Regions from separate parts of the Sus scrofa genome. Here regions 2 and 3 are each linked to region 1. A link is a contact called in public Hi-C and HiChIP or PLAC-seq data. All regions are on one chromosome and are shown on one strand. Each heading gives the region's core, a stretch centred on a gene start, on an enhancer-like site or on the middle of the called end of the contact. The rest is flanking DNA. Distances are from core to core; before and after follow the strand shown.

Region 1 (5,040 bases), core at 1,700-4,199:
CCTTCAGGACCCCAGGAGTCCAGGCCCCCAGACTCCTCCTCCCCCAGAACTGAGGACCCCCAACCCATTCTCCTCAGGACCCAGAAATTCCGGTTCCCCAGCCCTCTATTCCTTTAGAACCTGAAATCACAGCTTCTGGGTGTTGGGCGTCCCCTAGTGGAGTGCAGAGCGGGTCTGGCCTGTGATGCTCTGTTAGAAATGGGAGAATAGGGAGTTCTTGTCGTGGCGCAGTGGTTAACGAATCCGACGAGGAACCATGAGGTTGCGGGTTCGGTCCCTGGCCTTGCTCAGTGGGTTAAGGATCCGGCGTTGCCGCAAGCTGTGGTGTAGGTTACAGATGCAGCTTGGATCCCGAGTTGCTGTGGCTCTGGTGTAGGCCAGCAGCTACAGCTCTGATTAGACCCCTGGCCTGGGAACCTCCATATGCCGAGGGAGCGGCCCTAGAAATGGCAAAAAGACCAAAAAAAAAAAAAAAAAAAAAAAAAAGGGAGAATAGGAGTTCCCATCATGGCGTAGTGGAAACAAATCCGATGAGGAACCATGAGGTTGTGGGTTCGATCCCTGGCCTCGCTCAGTGGGTTAATGATCCAGTGCTGCTGTGATGTAGGTTGCAGACGCAGCTCGGATCCCAAGTTGCTGTGGCTGTGGTGCAGGGTGGCAGCTACAGCTGCGATTAGACAGATCTCTAGCCTGGGAATTTCCATATGCCATGGATGTGGCCCTAAAAAGAAAAAAATAAATAAATTTGTACATATAATTCTGTACCTTTAAGAAAGAGTCCCACAAAATCTCAAATCTGCCTGCCTTCTGCGGGATTTAATCAGTATGCTCATTTCACATTTATTTATTTAGTCTTTTGTCTTTTCTAGGGCCACACCCATGGCATATGGGAGGTTCCCAGGCTAGGGGTCTCATCAGAGCTACAGCTGCCGGCCTGCACCACAGCCACAGCAACGCCGGATCTAAGCCATGTCTGTAACCTACACCACAGCTCACGGCAACGCCAGATCCTAAACCCGCTGAGAGAGGCCAAGGATCGAACCCGAGACCTCATGGTTCCTAGTCGGATTCATTTCTGCTGCACCATGACGGGACCTCACCTTTATTCAATTTATTTATTTAGCTACACCAGCAGCATGCAGAAGTTCCCGGACCAGGGATCAAAGCTGCACCACAGCAGTGACCTGAGTCCCTGCAGTGACAGTGCAGGATCCTTAACTTACTTGGCCACCAGGGAACTCCTTGTTTCACCTTTAGACTTGAAGACCGGCCCTACAACTTCACAGAATTGTTACCACTACCATTGTTATCTGTAAGAGAAGTTCCAAGACACACCTGCCGCTGTCAGGGATGAAGCAAAGTGGGCAGGGGCGGAGCGGGCAGTCCAGGGATCTGGGAGGACTGGGAGGCGAGGCCACACCCAGTCTGGGGCTGTGAGGGCACTCCTCGAGGAGGGACAATACTATTGAGTTGAGACCTTGAGGAAAGTCGAGGAGGGTGTATCTACAGTTTATGTATTTATATCTATCTAGTAAAATGAAAAATAAATAACTAGAACATTTCAGTGCTAAATCTGGTCTCCTTTCCAGGTAATACGTAGTTAACGGCGTGTGATATTATTTACTAAGCGGCCAGGTGCTTTACATTCTTAATCTGAGTCTTTCCAATAACCCCACGGAGCAAAGGGGTGAAGGAAGAGGGGGTATGATTATAATGCCCAGTTTGTAAAAGAGGAAGAAAATGAGGCCCAAAGAGATAGGTTATTTGTCAAGGATCATTTAGCCGGGCAGTAGCACAACCAAAGTTTGAACCCAGGTCCGACTTCCACCCAATTCACTGGTGAAGTTTTAAAAACCGCTGAGTCTTCCGTCCTCTCTGGGCCTCTATAACTCCTCCTTGGGCCAAGGGTCTCAACACGTGTTCGGGCCTGGGGCTGTAGGAAAATAGCTAAAGAAAAGACATGAAGTTCTCAGAACGCTGGAAACTGCGAGTCCACAGCTGCGAGATTTGCTAGAAAGCAAAGACCGCAAAGGAACGCGCGTGCGCATTAAGCCAGGCCTCCCGAAGACTTAGGGAAGCGCTGACAGGGTCCAATTTGGAAGTGTGGTGACGTGAGAACGCTGAAATAGTAACTCAATGCACAGGATTATAACCTAGAGAGACTTAACACAGGAAAAGGCAGTGTTGAGAAGAGAGGCCAGGAGTTCCCGTTGTGGCTCAGCGGAAACGAATCTGACTAGTATCCATGAGGTTGCGGTTCGATCGCTGGCCTCGCTTAGTAGGTCCGGGATCCGGTGTGGCCGTGAGCTATGGTGTGGATCACAGACGCGGCTCGGATCTGGTGTTGCTGTGGCTGTGGTGTAGGCCGGCGGCTGTAGCTCCGATTTGACCCCTAGCCTGGGAACCTCCATATGCCCGGATGCGGCCCTAAAAGAAAAAAAAAAAAAAAAAAAAAAGGAAGCGAGGTCACTGACCAAAGCCTCTGCCCTCCGAGTCTTCGGTAAGGAGGCCAGTAAAGTTCCTTTAACGCAGCAGGGGCGTGATTCAAGCAGAGCACCTTGAAGGGTTACGGTGGCCGGGAAAGCCCAAGAAACTTGGAAAGGAAAGTGCTCAAGAATCGGCGAGGATGATATTAACTGGAAGAGGCGGGGTTGTTGGGGGGAGAGGACAGAAAGAATGGAAGCTGTGGGAAGCACACATATTGGCCAAAGAAGTCTGGGGCGCTCGGGGCACGCAGTGCCCACCAGGTGAAAATACTCAGGTTGCAACGGGAAGGAGGGGGTGTTACGGTGGCCTGGTTCGCCCTTCCGTAACCGGAAGCGGCTTCTGAGAGGGTGGCTGAAGCGCTCTTGCCGGATACGGTGGCCGGCAGGTCGGGCAAAGCGTGAAATCTCGCGCGATCGCGCTGGCGCCGTCGGGGATGGGGCGGGGCTGACGGCGGGGGCGGGGACCCGGAGCGGGAAGATGGCGGCGGCGCAGGAGGCGGACGGGGCCGGCAGCGCCGTAGTGGCGGCCGGGGGAGGCGGCTCCGGTCAGGTACGGAGGCCGAGAGGGGCCTGAGGGGTTCTTCCCCACTCGGGGGGCCTCCCACGGGGCGTGTCCTGCCTCTATTCACGGAATCCCGTGCATTGGGGGCTCCTTGCCCAGAGGGACCTTGAATACAGGGCCCAGGCGGGGCCGGGCGATCCGGGAGGCCGGACAGTGCGGGGACCGGGGCCCTGTTGCGCGCCGGGTCCCCTGCACGCTCGCGCCGGGCTACCACCCGGCTCGTTGCTCGAGCCAAAGAGACAGTGGCGCGGAGGGGCGCAGACTTGTACCCAGGCGCCTTGGGTTCTCTCCTGACTCCGCGATCCTGGGCTCCAAGACCGTTCTCACAGTGGGCTGGCGTTCACGGGGTCTTTTTCTCGGTGCCCGAGGTATGGGCAATGATTGATTACTTGGGAGTTTTCTAAGTCTGGGGAAGTTAGGTGACCGTCATGGGTTAAGGGCACGCGCTGAACAGACCCATTTTACAGACAGGAGTCTAAAGAGCAGAGTAAGGAAGGTGCTTGCAGAAGGTCACCCAGGTTAGATTTGGGGGCCGTTTCCTTTAGAACTTACCAGACATTGCTGAAACAGGGTAGTGGGGGCTGAGCTAGGTGTATTTGCAGCATAAATTAGCCCTATGGGGGACTTAGTCCTGGTGCTGATGGCTTCTGACCCATTGCCACTTAAACTAAACTGAGGCTGCAGAACATACTAGTTCAGGCAGCCATCCTTCAGCCATTTAGGGAATCAATGGAGTGACAGCCAGGTGCTGCCGACCCACCCACTAGGATGTCACTGACACGTGGGAGGCAGCTGGGGGAGAGGAGTGCAGGTTGGGTGGGGGGAACGAAGCTGACTCTATGTGACCTTGGGCAAGTACCTTTTCCCCTTTGGACCTTCAGTTCTCCAGGGGTACATGGAGGGGTTGGACAGGAGGGCCAGCCCTTTGGTGTTTTCTCTCTCACTCTACTGAGGAAGGGACTAGCGTGTAAACAAAGAATGATAGTCCTGACTGACAAGGGTGATGGCACAAAGTCTTTATCAGGGACTGCAGGAGCCCAGAGGAGGGGCAAATAATGTCACCTGGGGAAGACACTGGGGTGAGAATTGTGTGGCAGAGCCACCATTCCTGGTCTGGATCTTTTCAGCATCCTCATCCAGGGCCTGGTCCTTGGGGCACCCTTAGGAAGTGTTTGTTGAGTGAGGGCTAGAGTGAAGACTCAGCCCCTAACTTCAGGGGCCTTCCAGTCTCACTAAAAGAAGGTCTTTCTTCCTCTTGAGTGTCTGTTGATTACTGGGTGGGAGGTGGTCAGAGAGACTAGGTCTCAGGGTGCCCTGATGCCCTGAGTTTACAGAGACACCCCCTTGGCCCCCAGATCTCCTCCTGTCCCATTTCTCCGTATCGTCTTTCAAGACTTAACGCCTTTGCTTTCAGGATTAAGTATGAATTCTTTGGCAGATCAAGGCTTTGCATGATCTGCCTTTTTGCTTTAGACTAGGATTTCTCAGCATCAGCACTGTTGACATTTGGGGTTGGATAATTCTTCGTTGTAGGGGGCAGTCCTGTCCATTGGAGGATGTTAGCCAGCACCCCTGGCCTCTACCCACTAGATGCCAGTAGGACACACATCCATCCCCAGTAGTGACAATCACAAATGCCTCCAGGGAGTTCCTCTCGTGGCTCAGCGGTAACGAACCTGATTAGTTTCCGTGAGGACTCAGGTTCAATCCCTGGCATTGCCATGAGCTGTGGTGTAGGTCGCAGACGCGTCTCGGATCTGGCATTGCTGTGGCTGTGGCAAAGGCCGGCAGCTCCAGCTCTAGTTAGACCCTAGCCTGGGAACTGCCATATGTCACAAATGTGGCCCTAAAAAGATGGAAAAACATGCCTCCAGACATTGCTAAATGTCCCCTGGGGGCCAAAAAATTGTTCCAGCTTGAGACACTGGGCAAAGGAGCATCAGCTGCTGTGAGGCTCTTTTATTTCCAGGAGGTTGCCTTGTTGGCTGTGTC
Region 2 (5,040 bases), core at 736-3,235, 96 kb after region 1:
TGGCGCAGCAGCTTCCAGGCCCCCGTGAACTGCCGGCCGCAGCGGAGGCAGCTCAGAGCCTTCAGGTCATCCCGTTCTGTGGAGAAGAGAAGAGAACGGGCCGGGGTTAGTGTAACTGTGACGGGCAAGTCAGAGCAGTTGCAGTTGACAGCTGCCAGCTGGACACCTGCTGTGGCAGAGGCTCTATTCCAAGGGCTGAGAGGCAGCAGAAAGAAGACGCGAAGAAACTGCACGTTGCCCTCGGAAACTGATGCTCAGAGAGGTGGGGGGACAGACAGGAGGCAAGGAAAATCCACAGAGCGGATGGTGAGTACGTGGGGATTCTCCTTGAAAAATCTTCAAGAAAAAGTGAGAGCAGAGGGATGGACCATGAATGCTGTTTTATCCTGGGGTCCGGAGGGCCTTGCTGAAGAGGTGACCCAGTTCAGCATGCTAGGCACAGGCCCTGCTCAGCTTCCTCCCCGGGCTTTCCTTCAGGACAGGAAATACAAGACCTCCATTCTCCAGACAGGAACACTGAGGCAGACAGCTGCTTGCCCCAAGGTCACACAGCTTGAAAGGGGGGTGGAGCTGGGATTTCAATCCAGAAACCTGAGGAGTGAGAGACAAGAGCTTTGCAAGAAAAATTAACGGCTTAATAAAAAAAACAGCTCTTGATGACTAAGTGGGTTTCTGTGCCAGGCCCTGAGCTCCCGGGTTCCACGCGTGATCCCCCTTTCCTGCCTTGCAGAAGAGGGGGCTAAGGTCTAGATGGGGAGGAGGCTTAGCAGCCACCTAGAGGGGTGACGGGTAGTGAACTAGGTCCCCTGCCCTTTGCGTGGAACCTGAGTTGAGAGCCCGGTCCAAGTGGACGTTTTCTCTGGCTCCTCCAGGTACCATCAGTAAGGTACTTCCTAGATGGACTCACCTGTATTTTTGGAATGCTAGACAGTCTTGGATGGGGGGTGGGGGGGTAGCTTTCCTGATGCGACACCAGGGTCAAGAGCACAGGTGGGGGTCGGAGAGGGTCAGCCTGGCCTGACTTCCAGCTGGCTCTCCTCCTCCCTAGCGTGACCTTGGGCGAGAGATACCCTCTCTGCCTCACTTTCCTCATTTGCTAGGCTCCCAGGGGTCTTCTCCCTTTGGAGTGCCTGGACCTCAAATGGACAACAGTTGACTTTGAGTTCATCAAGCCTCGGTAAACATTAGCTGAGGCTCCATCACTCTCCCAGGTCCACATGCTACCTACAGTGTTTTTGTTCCACCCATTCCATCACAGCCCCTCCCTTGCCCGCCCACCCACCTGGAGGGCCACCCTCCCTGCTCTGGATCTAACTCTGCTCTAACTCTTACAGCCGCCCAATGGAGCCAGGGCCAATGGAGCCATTGCCAATGCAATCCCTCTTCCCCTCTCCCACTACAGGACCCTCTCCCTGGCCCAGCCCTGAATATAATTCCATCTCTCACAAATCCCAGGAGCACACCCTAGGGGCCATAAGCCCCACATGATCAGCACTGACCCGGAAAGGAAAGCTAAGCTCATTTGGTACCAAGTTAAGGGTTTTAATTCCCACCCTAGAGGAGGAACCCAGGTATCCAGAACACCAGGGAGGACCTGGCTCAAAACGGGGGCTTCCCAGCATGCAGGGCTGGGAGATTCCATCAGGGAAGGAAACCAGAAGCCCCTTCCCCAGCTCTGAGCAAGTGCCCAGGGCCTCGATCAGAAGTGATAAGGAGGTGGGAGGGGTAGACAACACCCCCAGTCCAGCTGGCCTCAGCTCCCTTCCCCCATGGCCACTGCCCTCCCCAGAGGTCCCCCCTACTGCCACACTGGTCCAGCCACCTGGGCAGTTATTTCTGGCCAAGGGGAAGGAGAAGTGAAACCAGATTGGGGGTGTGTGTGTGTGTGTATGGCAAATCCCCGACCAGTCTTCTGGGGCTGGCCACACCCTATGGGTGGCCCTCCCTCCCTGCCCAGCCCGCCCCCGCCCCCCCCTCACTACCACTGTAGTCCCAGCCCTAGGACAGGGCAGGCCCTGGCCACGCCTAGGCTGCACCCGGCGGGGAGCCAGAAAGGGGAAGTAGTGCTCACTGCCCCGCCTGTCCAGCGCAGCCCCTTCTCCCACAGGAAGCCGGGCCCTTGAACTTGAGACCAGGACTGCATCCCGGCTTTACTCACCTGAGCCCTGGCTGGGGCTGGGGCCTCTGAAGAGCTGACAGCCCAGCTTCTTGTGGTCCATGAAAGCAGTGATGGCCTCCAACGGGAAGGTCTGCGTGCAGCGGCCACAGGTCAACAGATCTGGGTGTTTGTCGGTCCACGGCTGGCGGTCTGCAGGGAGGAAGCGGGTGGTGAGCGTGGGGTGGGGCCAGGATGGGGGCTGGGGGTTCCGAGGCAGAGGGGAAACCCGAAGGTCAAAACCCGGGGGCTGGAGCCCAGGACCCGGCAAGGAAAATAGGGAAGGGGCAGGAGCCGCGGGGGCGGGGGGTTGGGGGGCGCACCGGCGTCTGTGCCCCCAGAAGGAGGCCCCACCCGGGAGAGGGGAGGGGAGGTGGGCCCGGAGCAGGGGCAGGCGGCGCTCACCCTGAGGGTTCGGGGTCAGCGGCGTCCACGCCGCGCACTGGCTGCGCAGGCCGAGAGCGTGGATGAGGCCGGCGGCGGGCACGGGGCCGTGGGGGTGGCGGGATTCGCCCTCCGACAGCCCCGGCGCGGGCACTTCCTTCGGGTTGAAGGGCCCCAGCCCCGGGGCCTGTAGGGGCCGCGCGTCCGGCTCGGGCTTCACGCAGATGACGAGGTCTGGCATCTCCGTCTCGTCGTCTGGGTTGGCGGCGGGCGCGGGGTCTATTCGGCGGGGCGTGCAGCCGGCCTTGCGGCGGGACATGGGTCACGGGCAGGCGGACTGGCGGGCGGAGGACGCACAGGCCGTGCGCGCTCAGACCGAGGCGTCCAGGTGAGTGACTGCGGCGACCCGCCGCGAACTCTTACACGTGCTGGCCCGGCCCGTGGCTCCGCCCACCGAGGCGGGGCCTGGCGGAAGGGGACTGCCCCACCCTCAGCCTAACTCAATCGCGACCGTGCCCACTGCGTTTGGCTAAATGACCAAACCTTATCAAGTTGACGCGATCACGGACACAAACAGCTCTTCCTGATCTCGTTTTCGAGATGATGGAAACTGAGGCACAAGGTGTGCGCCCACACGCCCACGCGAGAATACGGTAGGGGCCACTTTCCTAACCAGGCGCCGAGAGTCGTCTGGTCTATTCCATCAGACGGATTACAATAAAAATTCCTTGGGCAAACAGCGATTGAGCGCCTACTGTGCGCCAGGTTCTGGACTAAGCACTGAGGCTGCCACGGGGAACGAGACCGTCAATAACCGTGGCCTTGGGCTTAGTTTATTGTTCAGGGAGACAAGACTCTCAAGGTGATAGCTAGGTAAAACACAGAGTGCCTTCCAGGATGGCAAGGGCCACGGAACAAAATCAAGCCAGGAAGGGTTACAAAGGGACAGGATTATGGAATGTGGGGGCGGGGTTCAATTTTTTTCCCCATGCCAGGGAAAAAGCACGATGGAGTTTGAGACCTAAGCCAGCCGGTCTTGGGTATTGGAAGGGGGGCGTGGTGTGGGCTCTGTACTGATTAAGTTTCTATTGATTGAGTTCTGTGAGAAAATGCAGTCAGATCCAAGTCAGATCTCTTGACCGCTTTAAGGTCTTCTGGTTTTCTGAGCCGGGAGCCTCGGGAGAGTTTTGAGCAGAGAAGGGCTGTGATCGCATATATCCACTCTGCTCCTAGACCTGGAATCCCCAGGAGAACCAAATAGCCCACAGTCTTGCCTCCCTGCTCAGCTGGGGCCTCCTGGAACTTCCCTCCTCCCAAGCAGCGCTCTCTGATCGCTATTTGAAGTGGCATCAACACCCTGCCCCACCCTCCAACCCTGCAAGTTTTCTTTTCTTCCTGGCACCGACCGCATCGTGATCTAGAGCTGTTTGTTTACTGTCCTCTCGCCCCTCCCCCCAACACAAGCCCCCTGAGGTCAGGGCCAGGGTCAGTCCTCCCCGGAGTGTCCCGAGCCCAGCTCCGAGGGAATTGCACATGCTAATCTCCTGCAGGCCTGAGGGTTTCTCATATTGTTATTCAGGTCTCAGCTCAATTGTCCTCCCAGGAGCAGAGGACCTCCCTGACCACAGTATCTAAAGTAGCCCCACCCTGCCCAGGGCCTTACAATTTACACACCATGACCTCCATCTGTCCCTGGTTCCCTCCTGGCCTCAGGTTTCCCATCTGTCTCTGGAGGTGGCTTCTACTTCAAGCCAGTCCTCCCCCCCTCCCCCCCCCCCCGCCCCACCTCCCATTAAAGAAGCTTCCCCAACCCTGCCACCTGCTAGCCCCTTGCTCTTATTTTATTCTTTTCACCTCCTTCTCAAGCCTGGAAGAACTTGATGCATTTGCTCCTGTGCTAACCTAATCTGTTCCTCTCAGCCTCCCTAGATTATAGGTTCTGAGAGGGCAGGCCCAAGTCTGTCTTCTTCACAAATAGAGCCCCTAACTGTTCACAATTTAGTTAGCAAGTTGTGTATTGAGCTCCCGCTATGTGCCTGCTTTATTTATTTATGAATTTATTTATTTATGGAGCAGAGAAAAGTTTATTGCAGGTCCAGGCAAGGAGAACCGGCGGATCATGTTCCAAAGACCCGAACCTATGTGCATTCTTTCAGTAGCTATTTGCAGAGGGTCTGTGTACCAGGCACTAGGTCTTGGGGATCTGAGGGGAAGCAGATGGCCACAAGCCACCCCCGACTCCCTCCCTTAGTGAAACCTGTGGCAAAAATGACTTCTGAGCCCAGAGCAGCGAGTTTCTAGCTCAGGCCAGACATTTTGCCTTTCAGGGCCTCAGTTTCCCCTTTGTGAGACAGGGATGCAGGACAAAACCTCAGCCTCTGTTCTGTACCAGCTGTTGCTCTGCAAGGCTTTTTCCGAGTGTGGCTACTGAGCGAACCATCTCAGGGTTGCAAGTAGGGGAGGTGGGGTTCAGACTGGAGGCGAGCGTGGGAGCGTGCACG
Region 3 (5,040 bases), core at 919-3,418, 69 kb after region 1:
ATTTCTCTGATGGTTAACGATGTTGAACATCTTTTCATGTGCCTGTCGGCCATCTGTATCTCTTCTTTGGAAAAATGTCTGTCAGGTCTTCTGCCCATTTTTAAATCAGTTGTTTTTATGATGTTGAGTTGTATGAACTATTTATATATTTTGGATACTAACCCCTGATTTGGCATCTCACTTGCAAATACCATACGAACCAGCAATTCCACTCCACTAATTCAGAAAAAAAATACATGAACTCCAGGGTTCATAGCAGCACTATTTACAATAGCCAGGATATGTAAGCAACTTAAGTTCCCATCAACAACTGAATGGATAAAGAAGATATGGTATATATACACGATGGAATACTACTCGCCATAAAAAGTGAAAAATTGCCCTTTGCAACAACATGGATAGACTTGGAGGATATTATGCTTAGTGAAATAAATCAGAGGAAGACAAAGACTGTATGATATCACTTACATGTGAAATCTAAAAAAGAAAACAAGCTAGTGAAAATAAAAAAAGAAGCAGATTCACAGATATATAGAGAACTAGTGGTTACCAGCTGGGAGAGGGCAGGGGGGAGGGAGAAGAGAGGGTAGGGGATTAAGAGGTACAAACCACTATGTATAAAATAAATAGGGACTTCCCAGTGTCGTGCAGCGGAAACGAATCTGACTCGAGTCCATGCGGATTTGGGTTTGATCCCTGGCCTCGCTCAGCAGGTCAGGGATCTGGCATTGCCATGAGCTGTGGTGTAGATCACAGACATGGCTTGGATCCTGTGTTGCTATGGCTGTGGCTGTGGCCGACGGCTGTAGCTCTGATTGGACCCCTAGCTTGGGAACTTCCATATGCTGCAGGTGCGGCCCTAAGAAGCAAAAATAAATAAATAAAATTTAAAAAATAAAAATAAGCACAAGGACATATTGTGCAGTCCAGGGAATTTTATAATAACTGTGGAATATAACCTTAAAAAATTGTGAATCACTGTGTTGTGCACTGGAAACATACAATATTGTACATCAGCTATACCTCAAAAAAAATTTTATGGTAACCAAAAAGAGAAAAAAGAGAGAATGGTGATAGCTTTTACTGAGGGTTTTCTTCTTGACATTAATGGAGACTGCACTGAAAATGCATTTAGTAACAGACTGGGCATTTGAGTTAGGACCCGGCAGGAGGCTGATCCTCAAAGTCCACCCTATTTCCTTCTTTCTCCTCCTCCCTGCAGGCCCGTTCCTCCCACCGTCAGCGCTGCTGCCAGACACAGACTTCTTCCCAGGCACTGTATCCCTCCCTGGCCTGGAGCCCCCCGGCGGGCCGGATCTCCTGGACGATGGTTTTGCCTATGACCCTGCTGCCCCCACACTCTTCACCATGCTGGACATGCTGCCCCCAGCGCCACCACTCTCCAGCGCTGTCGCGGGCAACGGGGGGGCAGGGGCCCCGGTCGCGGAGCCCCCGGGCCCTGAGCCGCTGACGCTGGACTCGTACCAGGCCCCGGGCTCCGGGGATGGAGGCACTGCCAGCCTCGTGGGCAGCAACATGTTCCCCAACCAGTACCGCGAGGGGGGCTTTGGAAGCGGCCTCCTGTCCCCCGGGCCTGAGGCCACGTAGCCCCTGCGGCACTGGAGGAGAGGCACTGGGTGGGGAGGGTGGTGGAAGGGGCCGTGCAAACCCAACCGGGATGTCCAGCACCCCCATCCCCTTGGGCTGCCCTTGGTCCGTCTTCCGACGTCCTCATCCTTCCTAATCGGACATCTTCAGTGCTGGAGAGAAACGCCGTAGCATCGGTTTCCCTTGAGCCCATTTTACAAATGAGAAAACTGAGTCTGGAGAGGAAAAGGGGTTTGGCTTCCAAATACTAGCTCTTTAAAGTTGCCTCAGCTGGGGTGCCTTCTCCCGGCGGATTCTAAAGTGTAAATAGGGGAGGGGGGCGCAGATCCCTAGCCCTCCCTCCCCACGCCTGAAGGTGGGGGGGGTAATTGTTCACAGTCTTCCCAATAAAGACGAATTTTTGAGCCCGGGGGGGGTCTCATCTCTTCTGCACTTGAGAAAATTCCCCGGCTCCTTGGGTACAAAGTCCCTTGGCTCTCGGTTCCGCTCCGCCCTCCTCCAGGCCCCGCCCCTCCGTCCACACCCTAACCTTGGACCCGCCCCTCGCGTCGGCGGAAGCGCGCCTCCGCCGCACCGTGTCCCCCTTCCCCTCCACCGCCCACTTCCGTTTCCGGTGCGGGCCGCGCGAGAGCGCAGAGGTGGGAGGCGGCGACGAGCCGGTGAGTGCAGGCGGCGGGCCCCGGTCTCCTGGCTTCTGGTAGACGTCAGCCCAGCTTCGCCCTTGCCTCAGCCTCTCTCCGTTCTGCTGTGAACCTCCGCTCGGCCCTGGCCCCGAGGGCCGCCCGCCCCGCACCCCGTCTGCTTGCCGGGCCTCAGGCCTCGCCCTGCCCCCGCCATCGGCCCGAACTCGCGCCGTCAGACCCGCAGCTTGCCACAGGTCCCGCCCCCTTGTCAAAAAAACTTAACCCGAACCTTCAGGTCCAGACCCGACGTTCGAGCCCTGTCCAGATCCTCGGGGCTCTGCCCGATCCACCAGCCTTCCCCCTAAGCTCAGCCCACCCCTTCCTGTCTGCGCGCTCGATCTCTGTACCATCCCCGGCCCCCACCCCCGATTTCGATTCCTTCTTTAGACCTCACCGGCACTCAGGCTTTTCCTTTCAGCACTCCCCCGTGCTCCCCTTCCTCCCCTAAGTGTCTTCCGTTCACGCCCTTCACTTGCCCTCGACCCCATCTTCAAACTACTGCTCTGTTCCCATAAAATCTTTCTACTCTTCCCCCACCTGCCTACATCTCCAGGGCCCTGCACCCCATCCCCACGGATGGCTCTGATGGGAGCCGTTTCAGTTCTCCCCCTCCCTTGGGCTCTAGCCCCAGCTGCTCAAGATCTGCGCCCAGATCTACTTCAAACACTTGCTCTTTCCACTCCAAAATCTCTCATCCTTGATTCTGGCTCCTTGAATAGAGGATACCCCTTTCCCAGGGAGGCTCACTCCAGAATAACCCCGGGGGGGGCAGGGGGGCGGGTTCACGATGGCCAAGCCACTGGACCAGAGTGGTCCAGTATCCGGCTGAGCATCTGGCACACAGTTCTGAAGCTGATGTTCAGGATCAGCTCTGTCACCATCTTGTTAGGTAACTTTGATTCTGTCCATATGGTTTTTCCAGCCCATCTCACACCCCTCCCCTCATCCCTCAGGTTGAGGCCCTACTCTTGGCCTCACCACGATGTGGCACGAGGCTCGGAAGCATGAGCGGAAGCTTCGAGGCATGATGGTGGACTACAAGAAGAGGGCAGAGCGGCGGCGAGAGTACTATGAGAAGATCGTGAGTAACCTTTAATCTGGGCTGGGAGCTCCCCAGGAGGGCGGGGCCTTGGTCATCCTGGTAAGATTTGGGCTTGGAAATAGATGAAGCCAAGAGCCCAGTATCCCCAAGAGAAATTCATTTTTTGGAGCATGATCGTCACTAAAACCTGAGGCATTCAGTTTATTGGCGTATACTGTGCTGTTTGGTGTGGATTCGAGTACAGAGCAGGTGCCAGCAGGAAGAAGGAAAGTCTAACACTCAGAGCAGTCCAGACAGAAGATTGGCCACCTCCAGAATGTTGTCTGTCTTGCTTATTGCTGTATTCCCAGTGCCCGGAAGAGCTCAGCTGTTCTCGGGGTTTGACTTGGCACCCAAAGCAGTGCCCTGGACAGTCACTAGGTGAACTCGGACCATTTCCCTCCCTTGTTTGATGCCTCAGTTGCTTTTGGAGAAAAGACCACACTCCATCCTGTGACCCAAAAGGCCCTTGTGGTCTGGCCTCTCCTGGTCTCTCAGCGTCATCCTTAGGTAGCTCTGCTGGCCTTTTTTCCATTTCTGTCACCACAGGGTGTTGAGCCCATAGGGCCTCCTCTCACCTGCTTAATTGTGACTTGCCCTGGAAACCCCAGCTTGAAACGGTCTAGGGGTCCTAGGTTCAGGTCTCCTGTCAGGTGGTATTTATATAGAAATTTCCATTTACTTCTGCATCACTGCCCCAGCCTCCCCCTGGTGTCCTGGCCTCCAGGCCTGTCCCTGCTAATCCACCCTCCTCGCGGGGCCAGAGGGGTCCTCCCAAAGCAAAAGCTGACTCCCTCTCTGGCTCAGAACTCCATGGCTTCCTAGTTCCAGGCTACTCAACACAGCCTTCAAGACCCTGCATGGTCCGGCTTTTACCACCCGCTCCAGGCCACTCTGCTTCCTGCCTGGTTCCTTTGTCCTGCCGTCAGGCCTCCTCAGCACCTAGGGCTACTCTCTAACAAAAGATGTATACAGGGTTAGCAGTTTGCCTCACTTGCCTCCTGTCAACCAGGAAGTAACCACTGGGCTTAGGGAGAGCCCGTCTCCTGTGGTATCAGACTAACCAGCGTGACCACGAGGTCTCGGTTTGCATCTCTGTTGGTTATAGTCGAGGCCCCGGCAGTGGGCCAGGAGCACAGCACTCAGGAATGAGTAGCTGCCATTTGTTAAGAGCCCATGGTGCGCCAGGCGCCTTGTCTGCTACTTTGGCAGGCCTGAGATTGGTATTAATCCCTGCATTAAAGGTGAGGCTCATAATGACGGCTAATGCTCTTGAGTGTTTATGTGGCAACCACTGTGCTGAGTACTTTGACAGGCATCTCTGTTCCATCAAATTCTCATCCCAGCCGGGAGGTGGTTTGCTTTTTTTTTTTTTTTTTTTGCTTTTTTTAGGGCTGCACCCACAGCGTATGGCGGTTCCCAGGCTAGGGGTCAAACTGGTGCTACGGCTGCCGGTCTGCGCCACAGCCACAGTGGTGCAGGATCAGAGCCGCGTCTGCAACCTCTACCACAGCTCATAGCAACACCAGATCTTAACCCACTGAGTGAGGCCAGGGATCGAACCTGCATCCTCATGGACACTAGTCAGATTCATTTCTGCTGCGCCGTAACGGGAACTCCTGGTTTGCTTCTCATTAGCTCTGTTTTACATGTGAGCAAACTGAGGCT

The links. A called contact is a pair of places that touch in the nucleus more often than the background predicts. HiChIP or PLAC-seq counts read pairs in DNA pulled down with a chosen protein or histone mark.
Region 2: a contact with region 1 is called in an H3K27ac HiChIP or PLAC-seq map of alveolar macrophages. The contact joins the promoter of GEMIN7 here to the promoter of CLPTM1 in region 1. A contact is called at or near these places in 2 of 5 promoter capture datasets (fetal liver and liver), 1 of 47 Hi-C or Micro-C datasets (epiblast stem cells) and 1 of 2 datasets of contacts at active chromatin or transcription factors (alveolar macrophages).
Region 3: a contact with region 1 is called in a Hi-C map of skeletal muscle, with 2.4 times the contacts expected there. The contact joins the promoter of CLASRP here to the promoter of CLPTM1 in region 1. A contact is called at or near these places in 2 of 5 promoter capture datasets (fetal liver and liver), 4 of 47 Hi-C or Micro-C datasets (epiblast stem cells, liver and skeletal muscle) and 1 of 2 datasets of contacts at active chromatin or transcription factors (alveolar macrophages).

Annotation. Positions count from the first base shown.
Region 1 is chr6:51,408,825-51,413,864 of Sscrofa11.1, forward strand. It overlaps CLPTM1 (cleft lip and palate transmembrane protein 1), which reads left to right and starts at 2,950. Exons shown (of 18, transcript XM_003127223.6): 1 at 2,950-3,036. The coding sequence starts at 2,965.
Region 2 is chr6:51,505,392-51,510,431 of Sscrofa11.1, forward strand. It overlaps GEMIN7 (gem-associated protein 7), which reads left to right and starts at 1,986. Exons shown (of 5, transcript XR_002344688.1): 1 at 1,986-2,268. ZNF296 (zinc finger protein 296) reads right to left here and starts at 2,893. Exons shown (of 3, transcript XM_021094523.1): 1 at 2,561-2,893; 2 at 2,159-2,308; 3 at 1-76. The coding sequence starts at 2,858.
Region 3 is chr6:51,478,311-51,483,350 of Sscrofa11.1, forward strand. CLASRP (CLK4-associating serine/arginine rich protein) reads left to right here and starts at 2,169. Exons shown (of 22, transcript XM_021094518.1): 1 at 2,169-2,267; 2 at 3,245-3,372. The coding sequence starts at 3,274. It overlaps RELB (transcription factor RelB), which reads left to right. Exons shown (of 12, transcript XM_021094521.1): 12 at 1,223-2,040. The coding sequence ends at 1,608.